Linked DNA regions of Mus musculus: all the other regions are linked to region 1. A link is a contact called in public HiChIP or PLAC-seq and Micro-C data. All regions are on one chromosome and are shown on one strand. Each heading gives the region's core, a stretch centred on a gene start, on an enhancer-like site or on the middle of the called end of the contact. The rest is flanking DNA. Distances are from core to core; before and after follow the strand shown. Region 1 holds the start of 2210417A02Rik (RIKEN cDNA 2210417A02 gene). Region 2 overlaps Slc7a1 (solute carrier family 7 (cationic amino acid transporter, y+ system), member 1). Region 3 has its middle 65 kb from the start of Slc7a1.

What was found. Hi-C and Micro-C count contacts between places; a contact is called where the count stands out from the background. HiChIP or PLAC-seq counts read pairs in DNA pulled down with a chosen protein or histone mark.
Region 2: a Micro-C map of embryonic stem cells shows a contact between it and region 1, with 2.3 times the contacts expected there. The contact joins the enhancer-like site here to the promoter of 2210417A02Rik in region 1. A contact is called at or near these places in 2 of 484 Hi-C or Micro-C datasets (embryonic stem cells and nephron progenitors) and 3 of 115 datasets of contacts at active chromatin or transcription factors (astrocytes, embryonic stem cells and pancreatic cancer cells).
Region 3: a FOXA1 HiChIP or PLAC-seq map of pancreatic cancer cells shows a contact between it and region 1. The contact joins the enhancer-like site here to the promoter of 2210417A02Rik in region 1. A contact is called at or near these places in 1 of 15 datasets of contacts at CTCF or cohesin (large pre-B cells), 3 of 484 Hi-C or Micro-C datasets (bone marrow-derived macrophages, cranial neural crest and nephron progenitors) and 4 of 115 datasets of contacts at active chromatin or transcription factors (embryonic stem cells, pancreatic cancer cells and stem cell-derived neural progenitor cells).

Annotation. Positions count from the first base shown.
Region 1 is chr5:148,739,998-148,743,984 of GRCm38.p6, forward strand. 2210417A02Rik (RIKEN cDNA 2210417A02 gene) reads left to right here and starts at 1,843. Exons shown (of 2, transcript NR_028285.1): 1 at 1,843-1,987; 2 at 2,738-3,142.
Region 2 is chr5:148,370,397-148,374,383 of GRCm38.p6, forward strand. All of the region lies in intron 1 of Slc7a1 (solute carrier family 7 (cationic amino acid transporter, y+ system), member 1), which reads right to left. Among named protein-coding and RNA genes, the nearest start is that of Slc7a1, 28 kb to the right of the region's middle. Within about 2 kb of position 2,270, at least 49 of the 459 cell types and tissues checked have an H3K27ac peak or open chromatin away from gene starts, as enhancers often do. A contact at or near this core is called in embryonic stem cells and pancreatic cancer cells, where this site is marked.
Region 3 is chr5:148,462,906-148,466,892 of GRCm38.p6, forward strand. No RefSeq gene overlaps it. Among named protein-coding and RNA genes, the nearest start is that of Slc7a1, 65 kb to the left of the region's middle. Within about 2 kb of position 1,661, at least 23 of the 459 cell types and tissues checked have an H3K27ac peak or open chromatin away from gene starts, as enhancers often do. A contact at or near this core is called in pancreatic cancer cells, where this site is marked.

The sequences.
Region 1 (3,987 bases), core at 593-3,092:
AGGGAGAGATGGTGATCTTTGGTGAGTTAATGAGCCTAGAAGCCCCTCCAAGGATGGGGTGGGGTGGCTCTAGATACAGGTGAAACACGTCTATTCCTCCCTCAGGTCCCAGCAGCTCCTGAGAACCAGTCTTTGCTATCGGCACACACCTGGCACACAGACACGTCTCATCGGAGGCTGTAAGCACAGTTATGCCCCCTCCCCATTCGGAACCAGCAGTCAGACTTAAAACCCAATTACAGTTCAGCTCTGTCTCCCCGAGGGGTATCGGTAATGGCGGCTCTTCCCATGTCCCAGGCAAACACTAGTCCAAGCCATTGTACTTTACTCCCCGGGAATAGCTTCACAACGAGTATCATCTGCAGCGGACTGATGGAGAAATTAGAGGCTGTACAAGCTACAGAAATTGCTCAAACTCACTGTTGAGTGCAGACGGAGAGCCGGTGTCAAAAGGTCTGTGCTATCACCTGACTTCCTCCTCGGTAGAAGAAAGAGCTTAAATAGCTAGGCCTTGTGTGTGTGTGTATGTGTGTGTGTGTGTGTGTGTGTGTGTGTGTTGCCAAGGTATAATTCCCCCACCTGTTTCCAGATGGACACATCCTGGCAGAGGAAGCGCCCAGGGGTGTTTAATGCCAGGGGCTGCCAGAGGCTTGTAAACAGGGCCATAGACAACACCCGCACCAACAATTATACCCAAGGCCGAAAAGCAGCCAGTGGTGTGTCACCTCCCATCTGCACAAGCTACAGCCACAATTTGCCGAGACAGCACCTTGTATGTCTAGAAAAGCCAGACCCAGATATTTCTGGGCCCAAGGACAGCGGGCTTCCTCATTAAAAAAAAAAAAAATTATCAGACAGATAACCACTTAAAGTTTGAAAGTGTCATAACTCAGCCACCCAGACACATGCCAAACACCACCTCTTTTTCTTTTCTGTCCTCCCAAGTACAGATGTTAATTAGGGGTCATTGAAAGGCCTCGTGCATGCAGCTGCTGACCTCCTGGAGACCGCCCACTGGTGACCTTCAGGAATGACCAAGTTCAAACACCAAGCCGCTTTCGATTTAATCACAGGCTGCGGCTAGCTGCAAACACCCCTGTGCAAACAGGGCGCTTAGGAGAGGGAGCCAGTTCTGCAAACAAACAGCACTGGGCAGACACTCAGCTCTCAGAAACCCTGAAGGCTGACATCACAACCCCAGGCTCCAAGCCAGAAATTCTGTAGGCCCTGACCCAGCCACAGAGGGCGGGAGGTTTGCTCAGAATTTATTGGGAAGCTGTGGATAAATTTCCTTTAGAGTTACCTGATGAGTGTGGCGCTTTGTGACAGTTAATCTGGATGTGTTCTGCAGCCAATATGGAGGGGGTGTCATTGTCAAATTCCTGTTTTGAGTTGATAAAGGCTTAAACAGAAATGGACCTTCGATGATTCAGCTTACTCTTACCAAGTGTTTACTACGCACCCCGGAAGAGCCATTCATGCGGCAAATACTTATTGAGCACCTACTATGAGGTAGGCTCTGGAGACACAGTGGTCCCCATCTGTTGATCATTTTGCAGGCTGGAGAGGAGCTCAGACGTGAAGGCATGATGTGTGTGATGCTGAAGAGCCGAAGGAAATGGGATAGTGCCAAGGGAGACTTCTGGAGCCACTGGAGACTTCCGGGTGCGGGGAGCTCAAAGAGCTGCCCCCATGGAAATGAAGTTTAGTTTATAAACTGATTGAATTGGGGAAAGCCCAGTGGGGCTCCACCCATCCTTCTCTCGGGCTTCCTGCAAGAAGCACCGGAAGTGAGTTCGAGAAGCCTGAAGGGAACTGTAGTTCGGTTTGTAGAACTTGCTGGAAGAGCAGGAAGCAGTTAACAGAAGCTTTGTAAACTCTGAACTCAGACTCTGTGCTAGGACCCGCGGCTGCGCGGGTTTCACAGGAAAGTTAGATGACGACACGGTCTTGCTTCTCCTTTCCAGTCACCCTCAAAGAGTCCAAGGTATGAGTGGCTGGCAGAGAGGGCAGGTGGGAGCACTCGGGACCTGACTGGGGACAGGGGAGATGGGGCAACAGTGGGGGTGTTGGGGAGGGCGACCTGGCAAGGCAGGTGGGAAGGGTGACCCCTGCCACAGAGCTCTGGGCGAGCAGAAGAAAATTCACAGAGCCGCAAGCTGAGTCAAGAAGCCCGAGAGAAGGATGTGTGGAGCAGGACATGGCAAATTCTCTTAACTATTGAACCATCTCTCCAGCCCCTCTTTCTCTCTTTTCAAAGATTTATTTTTATTTTATGTGTATGAACGTTTGCCTGCATAAATGTCTGTGCACCACATGGATGCAATACCCATAGAGGCCAGAAGGGGGCATCAGATTCCCAGGACCTGGAAATTCCCAGGCACTTTCACATGGTTGGGAGCCACCAGGCCCTTTGGAAGAGCAGCCAGTGTTCCTAACCACAGAGCCATCTCTCTAGCCCCTTTAGAATCTCCTTTTTAAGGGCCTTAATTCTAACTGTTACAATGTCCAACTCTTTGCTGCACCACACTTGGTACCTGAGAGCAGAGATATGTTTAATCGCCTTAGCAGTCTGCTGGGTCAGAAAAGGAAAGAAGAGAGTCTGTTTGCAGGAACTGTAATCTAAGTCTGAGAAAGCAGCTGTGATTCCCACCTGCTGTGCACCCTGAGGGGAATCCTGGGAAAGGAACAGCACACAGTTCCGCCTCTGTCTTTCTTCCCTACATCCCTCTCTCAGGAAGTAAGCCTTCCCGTATCTTGTTCTCGGTTGAAGGACCCGTTGAAGCCCCTCTATTCCTAAGGAAGAAAAGAAAAACCGTTCTCCAGGAGATGATCTGAAAGAGTCAAGCTTTGGATTCTATATGTCTTGAAGCCGTCATTTGAGTGACCCTTGCCCTTGTGCATTAAGAATTCTCCAGCAGGAAACTGAACAGTATTGATTAGATTTGAAGATATGGCTGGAGAGTAGGCTCGTCAGTTAAGGTTATATACCACTCTTGCAGAGGACTGAGTTCAGGTCCCAGCACCCACAATGCCTGAGACTCTTGCTTTGGGAATCCAAGTTATCTGCCTGTACCTACATACCCCGCACCCCAAGACACATACACCTACGCATAATTAAAAATAAATCTTTTTAAAAAACTGAATACATCTACCCTTTGACCCAAAGGCTCAAAAGTATAGGAATTTATCTTGCAGAAAATAGTCTCCTGTGTGGATAAAAGCCTCATTAAGCTTTCTTTTTTGTAAGGTCACACCATTTTCAACCCTCGAGGATTAGTTAAGTGAGTATGACCCATACCGATAAAGAAATAGTCTCAAGTCCTTTAGAATTGATTTTCTGGCATTTAACTGAAATCTGACTGTGTGGGCTTTAACAACACAGGAATACTTATGGCCAGGTGATAAGGCCAAAGGGAGATGCCCCAGAGTGGATATGATGAATCTACTTAACCATCTCCCATGTCTTTTGGTTGGCCATCTTGCTCATGACCTTTCTTCCCCCCCCACCACCACCACCACCAAATGCCTGCAGAGCACCCCAGGCGCCATATCTGCTTGAAGGAAGAAGGATAGACAACCTCTCCCCCCTTCCCCCCTAGAAAACAGCATTCCCAGAAGTCTCAGTCAATCTGCTCCCACTTACACCTAACGGACAGTGGCTGGGTTAGTGGCCACCCTGCGCACAAGGGACGCTACAAATGTCGGTCCTCCATTAAATTGAGTTGGTTTGAAAAATGGAGCCGAAACGGTGGCTCTGAAGAAGAGTCTGGCATCCCAGACGTGTTTAAATAACGTCTGCCAGCAGCGTGTACGGTTAACAGACAGACCAGAATAGTACTGTGGTATGCTACCATATGTGTGCTATTCTAAGTGGGGTGTGTGTGTGCTGTGGTCTTAGCTGTCCTCATATGCTACACACTATATGAACTAACTCATATGAACTAACTTTTGGAAGACAGAGACCCCACCCCACACCCGAGGAGT
Region 2 (3,987 bases), core at 1,020-3,519, 370 kb before region 1:
CTCTCTCTGCTAAATGGCTGATGAGCTACACAAATAAATGCAGCCAAGGGGAAGCCACTATTTGAAGGGATACTGCAGTCTGACTGAAGAACCGTTTGATGGGTGAATAATCAGCTTTTAATTACACGATTTGTCTTTTAAAAAATGAAGAATTGTCTCATTAATGAGGCACTCGAGGGGACAGTGGCACCCACCCTGAATTTGAACACGCAACGTATCTGTTGGCCAGCCTGCAAAATACAGCCCTGGCCAGCAAAGAGGCAAGGGTCTGATGAGAAAAGGGCTATTCTTTTGTTGTTGCTATTGTGGGTTTTCTTTTCTTTCCTCTTCTTTTCATTTTATGTGTGTATTTTGCCTCTGTGCGTTATATTATATGTGTGTGTTGCCTGCATGTGCCTCTGCACCACATGCATGCAGTACCTACAGAGGCCAGAAGAGGGCATTGCATCCCATGGACCTGGAGTTGCAGCTGGTTATGAGCTGCCTTTTAAAGGTTGCTGGGAATCAAGGTCCTCTGAAAGAGCAGCCAGTGCTCTTAACCTGAGCCATCTCCAGTTCCAAGTTGACACCCACAAATACAAAACACACACTGAGGGACACACAGATGCAATACACACACTACAAGTTACCAATAAAATGAGCAGTTAAAAGGAAGTAAGCCTGGAAAACCAGGTTTTATGACTCACACCTCTCACCCCAGCACTCAGGAGTCTGAGACAGGAGGATGGAGAGTTTGAGAACAGTCTAGGCTACAATGCTAGACCCTTGTCAAAAAAAAAAAAAAAAAAAACAAAAAAAAAACCCACAAATCAGCAAAGGAAAGGACATGGGGGAAATTAAAGGTTAAACTCAAAGATCCAACCTGGAGCAGCTCAAAAGGCCTGACAAGGCAGAGCATGCGTCTCCCAGCAGAGTGCAGTGTGGCGGCCGAAGCCCGGCTCTGGAGGCCCTATGCTACTCTTATGGATGTCTTCAAGCTGCGTGTGGCTTCTCCTAACAACAGAGGCACGCTCTGAACCTACACCTGCATGTTCTCACACAGTTCAGTAATCACCTTCCACTGCCCTCTATCCCCACGATCTGCTGATGCCAACTGCCAGGGCCCACATACATCGGTAGAAAACCAAGCAGATGAAAACAGGGCTCCTTTGCGCATGCGTTGCAGGATTTTCCCTGTCCAATCACATTAAGGCAGTGGGAGGCCTGTGATTGGACAGTGAAAAGGGAGGCGGAGCTAAGAGTTGCAGAGAGAGGGAGCATGGCAGGGTAGGAGGAGAAGAACCAAGATGGTTTTGGACGTGTGCCCGGGTGGCATTTACCAGCCACAAGTAGCTATGATTTCTCAAGGTTAGAAATATTGGGATAAAGCTTTTATCATTATCAATTGGCTCTGAAATTATTGTATTGGCATCTTGTAAATTGTGATATTATTGATACATAAATCTGATTGGTTAACTGAGCTTTAAGAGTCATGATTCTACCAGGGTACTGGGTATTGTGTTATCAAACCGCAAGGATGACGGATCTATTTGGTTATTGGAATGTGAGACAGAGCTGGCGGGACTCCGTTGGGACATAGCTGTGGCCCGCCAGTTCCGGTACTGGAGTGGGAATGTGGCCTGGCGGGGTCAGAGAGTTAGCAGGCTCCATTTTTTTTTTTTAAATATTTCCCTGCAACATATGCATGTGACCTGGGGTGGTGCCTGGGAAGGACAGTGGCCTAGGGACATGCTCAGTGGCTCTCCTGGCAGGTTGCAGGCAGATCACACGCTATCTCCCATCATCTTACCATCCCTTGCCTTGAAACCGAGCATCCTCCCAGGCCTTGCCACGCCCCTTCCTGTGCTTTTCTGTGCACCTTTGACCCAGTGCCTGCTAAAGTGGAGCTGACCCACATTTCATTCTTCACCCCACTCGAGTGGCTCCGATCATTTCCCTGATGGCCTTGAGACTTGCAGGGATCTTAACACCTGCCTAAATAAGATGTAAACAGTTAAACAGAAGTTTAATTCAGAACTGGCTCATGACTTAACAACTCCACTCAAAGATATTGAGGGACTCCAGCCAGCATGGATGGCTCTAGCAGGCCTTGCCCTTTTCCTGACTCCCTCTTCCTTGCTAAAAAAAAAAAAACCGATAAAATTACATTCCTGAAGCTAGTCACCGAATCACTGAATTTCTACTCCCGTATTTGGCCATTTCCTCTTCCCAAGGCTGACCACCAAGGTCCAGCTATCAAAGTATCAGAGTCCAGCAATCAAGAGCCCCCTTTGGTTCACCTAATTAACATGCCCAATCAGAACACACCACCACATGCCAGCCCATTCTAGCACAGCCCTCCCCTCTCTGCCCGTGACAATGACACCTGCAAGGTCTGATGCTGCTGCTTCCTCCTGAGCCAGAGGGCAGCCGCTTGACTTTCTTCCCTGCTTTGTATAGGATCTCTGTGAAAATAGGTGTGTGGGGGCTGGAGAGATGGCTCAGCGGTCAAGAGCACTGACTGCTCTTCCAGAGGTCCTGAGTTCAATTCCCAGCAACCACATGGTGGCTCACAGTCATCTGTAATGAGATCTGATGCCCTCTTCTGGTGTGTCTGAAGACAGCTACAGTGTAGTCATGTAAATATAAATAAATAATATTTAAAAAGGAAATAGGTGTTTGGGTATGGTTTGTGCCTAATCCTGGGTCAAAAGGGAACCCCCCACTGTGCAGGGTGTCCTAACAGGAGTATACCCCAAAATTTATAACAGCAAAAAGTAGAAACAACCCAAATGTCCCATGCTGTGGACTGTTATCCATCCATAAAAAGTAATGAGGCGCTGACCTGGGCATCAACATGAACAGGCTTGGGTAACACCTGGGCGGGTCCGTTTGTATGAAATGTCTGGAATTCAGACGGAAAGAGCGGACTGCTTGCCTGGAACTGGGGGAGTAGAGGGGGGAGGAATGGGGAGCAAACACGAGCAGGTGATGTAGGGCTGAGTAATGGAAATTGTAGAATCGCTGTGATGGGCGGATAAGCCTTGTATTCACTGGAAAACACCAAGTTTCACTCAAACTGATGAACATCACAGCACATGGGTGACATTTTAAGATGCTATTGGAAACAAAACAAAACAAAACAAAACAAAAAAAACCCTGAGAGAATGGCTATGAGCAATCCATCCCATCATAAGGGAACCGGATAATGCTCACAACAGCAGAGAACTGGAAATGCTCACAACAGCAGCCCCTCTGCCACAGACTTCAGTTCTGCTGTGAGTCTAAACTCTCACCTCCACCTCTCCAGATCAATGAGCGGACTCCTACTGCAGTGAGGTAGGCACTCATACCATGTTCACAGGGCCATTTATTACACGGAATGGCCACTCTGCTCTGAGAGAGTAAGGAACAAGAAATGAACTCTGTACATGGCAGCTTGGGCTATTCTCTTATGGTGGGAATACAAAACACAATCTCAGCTCGCAGCTTGCATAGAGAGCAATGTCAGGGCACAGAATAAGATTAAGGAAGACTAAGACATTTGCTAAATACAGCCATATACATCGTTTCTAGGCCTTCAGCTCCAACCCGAGGGCAGAGCAGGAAGCCTTCTTCTTAGGGTGTGTATGTGTGTGTGGTCCAGGACCTGAGAAAATGGGATGACTTCAGGAAGTAATTGTGAGGAAGATTTTCTTTTCCTTTCTTTTTAAAGTTTAACAGCAAAGCTCTGGAGGCAAGCCCAGCTCAGGGAGGCAAAGGCGAACTGCACAACAACAGCGTGTTCAGAATGTTCACAAATGGCATAGTCATTGGCTTTCAGCCGACAAGACACAAGCCAGGTGACTTCCTGTGATACTATGGGATGCGCATATGATACTAAGGAATGGATCCTGGCAGGTGACATTAGCCAGTCTGTGTCTGTTCCTTCCCACAGGTGTGTCTGGAACCGCCCTTAAAGACAAATGAATTTGGGATGTGTCCCGGAGCCCACAGGTCTGAATTAAG
Region 3 (3,987 bases), core at 411-2,910, 280 kb before region 1:
TTGGTTGAATCTGTGGATGTGGAGGGATGGCTGAATAGCCACAGATCCTTTTCAACAATAACCAATATCTAATTCCAGAACATTTCCCTTGCCCCCAAAGGAACCCTGGACTTGTATGCTCTTGATACTTAGTAGTGTATCATGTCCAGAGGAGTCTCCATCCAAATCCTGACTGTCACACTGGAGTAGATTGTGCTTCAGGAATCCAAACCTCAGTTCTTTGACCTCCCATTTTGTGGTCTTGAGATTCCCAGTGTCCAATTCAGTCATAGATGAGAACTGTGACATATAAAAGCAACTAAACTAAAGCAGATCGATGAGCTGGTATGATCGGGGAATCAGTAAGCTTAAATTGGTGATTTATAACTTCTGCTCTGACCAGATAACTCCTCTGTGTGTCTTTGAATTAAAGTTTCAGTTCTGAGACTTGTACAAATTTGCAATCTGGGGCTGGAGAGATGGCTCAGCAGTTAAGAGCACTGACTGTTCTTCCAAAGGACCTGAGTTCAAATCCCAGCAACCACATGGTGGCTCACAACCATCCGTAATGAGATCTGATGCCCTCTTCTGGTACATCTGAAGACAGATACAGTGTACTTAGACATAATAATAAATAAACCTATTTTTAAAAAAAGCTTAAAAAAACAATTTCTCCATCTGCAAGAAATAATACCGAGGGATCAATGTCACAATGCCTGGGATATTGCTATCGATAACCCATATATTGCCATCCACAACCAGATATTATCATTCATTGTACAGTTAGTATCCCGGCATCCAGGATCCCTCCCACTGTCTTTTAGCATCCCACCTTTTCAGGAATCCCCAGAAACTCCTCGCTAGTGTTACCTTTCCTGCATCCACATTGTCTCAGTGCTATCTTTCAAGAACAGTTTTTTACTCAGCAGTTGGATTTCCACCCATGTTGTATGGATATCCATAGTTCGTTCCCCCTCTTTGCTGTATAGATACAGCACAGCTTATTTAACCAGCTTCCCATTCGGGCTATTTCTGGCTTGTTTTGCATTCAGGCTATTCCTATAGTGTGAATGCATGCAGACTGCTCAGTTTGGAAAGAATTCATCAGTGAGTTTGTACATCTCAGAGGGCTCACATCTACATCTACCGTGCAATGGCTTTCTTTGGGAGGCGAAGCTTACTCACCTCATCCTAGAGTTGGCAGAATAAGCTTGCATGGTTTCCTAGAAGTCACATGACAAGCCAGCAGCTGGGTCATACGCTGAGTAAATACGCTGTGCCTGTCTCCACATAGAAACTCAGTCACAAATAGTTCCAGATACTAAATTCTAGGGATGCAAAAAGGATGAAAGTTTGGTCCTGAATGGGCTTGCAGGAGAGTTGGGAATCATGGGCCCAGAGCATGAATACAACACATGCTCGGACCATAAAGATAAGCATTGTAATTGCACAGAGTGGGGCCTAAACCACAGGGGGACCGTGCCTGGGCATGGGGAGGTGTGACCTCAGTGGGGGGAGATGGTGTGAGCACCCTGCAGCACAGACGGATTCCTCTGAAATTTTCCACTGAGAAAAAAAAAATGCTCTCTGAAAAAGATTTCTCGTCCTGGGCTGATGTTGGGTAGATAGTTTTATTTCCGTGACTAGTCAAATCTACGGGATCAGCAGAGCCTAGTAGGGACAGACCCAGAGAAATGCTTCCTTCATGATTCAGATGGAATGAGGAAATCGTGTTCTTTGCTAATAATACCCCAAGACCCAAATGTCAGAGCTACAGTATAAAGGAACACAAATAAATCTTACACACGCGAACTCCCAGGCTGACACTGGAAAGTAAACACTGCTGTGTGGTGCATGTGCTGGCCAGATTGTCAGCGCCATGGGAGCCACCCAGCACACACCTCTATGACAACCGCTCCTTTGGCCTGGGAAGAGGTGGGTGGCAGTGATTGGCACATGCTGAGGGTATACAACATGTTTCTCATATAAACCAGTGTTGTCTTCCCTAGTTCTCTAAGGAGAGAGTACAGACCACTGGAGAGTGAAGAACCTGCCCAGGACTGCTACAACATGCAAGGCTTTCGGATCGCCCTTATAGGGGTGACAGGGAACGAAGCCACACTGAGATCGGGTGGGTGCTGGGCACTAACAGAGCTGTACCAATGGCCAGGAAACCCAGTATGTTCCTTATATATCCTGAGGAGCAGGTTAGCTAATCTCTGTAGGAGGTCTCTGTAGGGAGCAGCCTCAGGCTGCAGTCATTCTGGAGAAAGAAGCTGCGGTTGATGTGTATGGTGCATGCTGTCCACATCTGTACTGGACCAGGAGAAGACCTAGTCACCCCCAGGGGTCTGAGGCACTGGAGTCCTTGACATGGCTGGGCTCCAGTCAATATTCTCTCACTCAGGACCTCATCCGTCCACCACACAAAACCACTTAGGCACTGGGCCCAGAACTGTGTATCTTGGAGGGAACCATGAAATGTTGTTTACCTAAAAAGGAAGTGGATAGCCAGGCGTGGTGGCGCACGCCTTTAATCGCAGCACTCGGGAGGCAGAGGCAGGCGGATTTCTGAGTTCGAGGCCAGCCTGGTCTACAAAGTGAGTTCCAGGACAGCCAGGGCTATAAAGAGAAACCCTGTCTCGAAAAAAAAAAAAAAAAAAAAAAAAAAAAGGAAGTGGAGAGAGTCAGAGGTCAATGACACTTGGCTGGTCCAGTGTGTTGGTGATGTTGGAGCCACAGAGAGCAGGGGCTTATTCACTAAGGCCTTGGTGATAGAGTCTCCATGGAAAGGGTTTGGTAGGGGTATCAGCAAAGCCAGGATCGTGGAGAAAGGTGCAATTGTACCATTTTCTGTCCCCAGAGGTCTTCAGTGGGACATAGACATGCAGACAGAGGCACAAGCCAAGCAGGCTCCGGAGCCACCAAGATGGATACAAAGGCAGAAACTGGCAAGGGTTCCAAGCTGTGCTGGAACAGATTTTGGAAGTTTCAGGATGATCTGCCAGGAGGATCTGGGAAGACATTAAGCCTAGAGAATAGAGACTCCAACATTATCCAACAAGCTGATCTTGGAGCCACTAAACTGTGTGTTCCTGCAGGCATGTGTGTATAATATCAGTACCACCAGCATCTCTCTGTTCACTAAAGCCGTGCTATCCCGGGTAACAGATTTAGAATTTATTCCGGGAGTACTTGTGACATCTCAGAGTGAGGAGACAGAACTAGCTGGGCACAGCAAGCGCAGAATGATGGATGCCAATCAAGAAGCAGTCTGAAGAATCACAGACCAAGGATGTGTGAATTCTAGTCAATGAGAAGGAAGGTAGGAGGAGCTAAGAGCTAGGGCAATGACTCTTGTTGGGGGAACATTGTGTGAAGGTGTGTCTCTGTCATCTGCCCAAGGAATTCTCTGATTGGCTTCAACAAAGAGTTGACGGCCAATAGCTGGGCAGGATAGGGAAGACGGGACTTCTGGTCTAAGAGAGGCTCTCTGGGAGAAGAAGCTGAGGCAGGAGGATTTACCAGTGTCACACGGAGGAGATGGGACATGCCTCCTGTGAGAGAGGTAACGTAGCAGACATGGACTAAAATAAACATGGTTTGTTAGAGCTAGCTGGGAGGTAACCTTGCTATAGTGCTTAAGCTTTTTTAACCCATAATGTCTCTGTGTCTTTATTCAAATGTTGACTGGCCCACGAAAGTCCAGCAATACACACTGTTCCACTCTGAGCTCGGTTGGCATAAAAGCAGCAACCTGAGCTTCCTCGGCTTCTAGGACACACATGCGCCAGCTTTAGGACACCGCTCAGCAAAAGCGGCACAGTAAAAACAGCGCCCTCACGGGACGGCTGACCTTGCCTCATCCTGGGACCGATTGAATTCAGAGGTGAGCTTTGGGAGAACTGGAAACAGGCCAAAGGTGCCCCAAATTTCAATCCAGACATGGAGAGGGAGGAGACCAAAAAAAGCAAGTGGTCTGAGGAGAGGTGGCACAGTCTCTGAGAA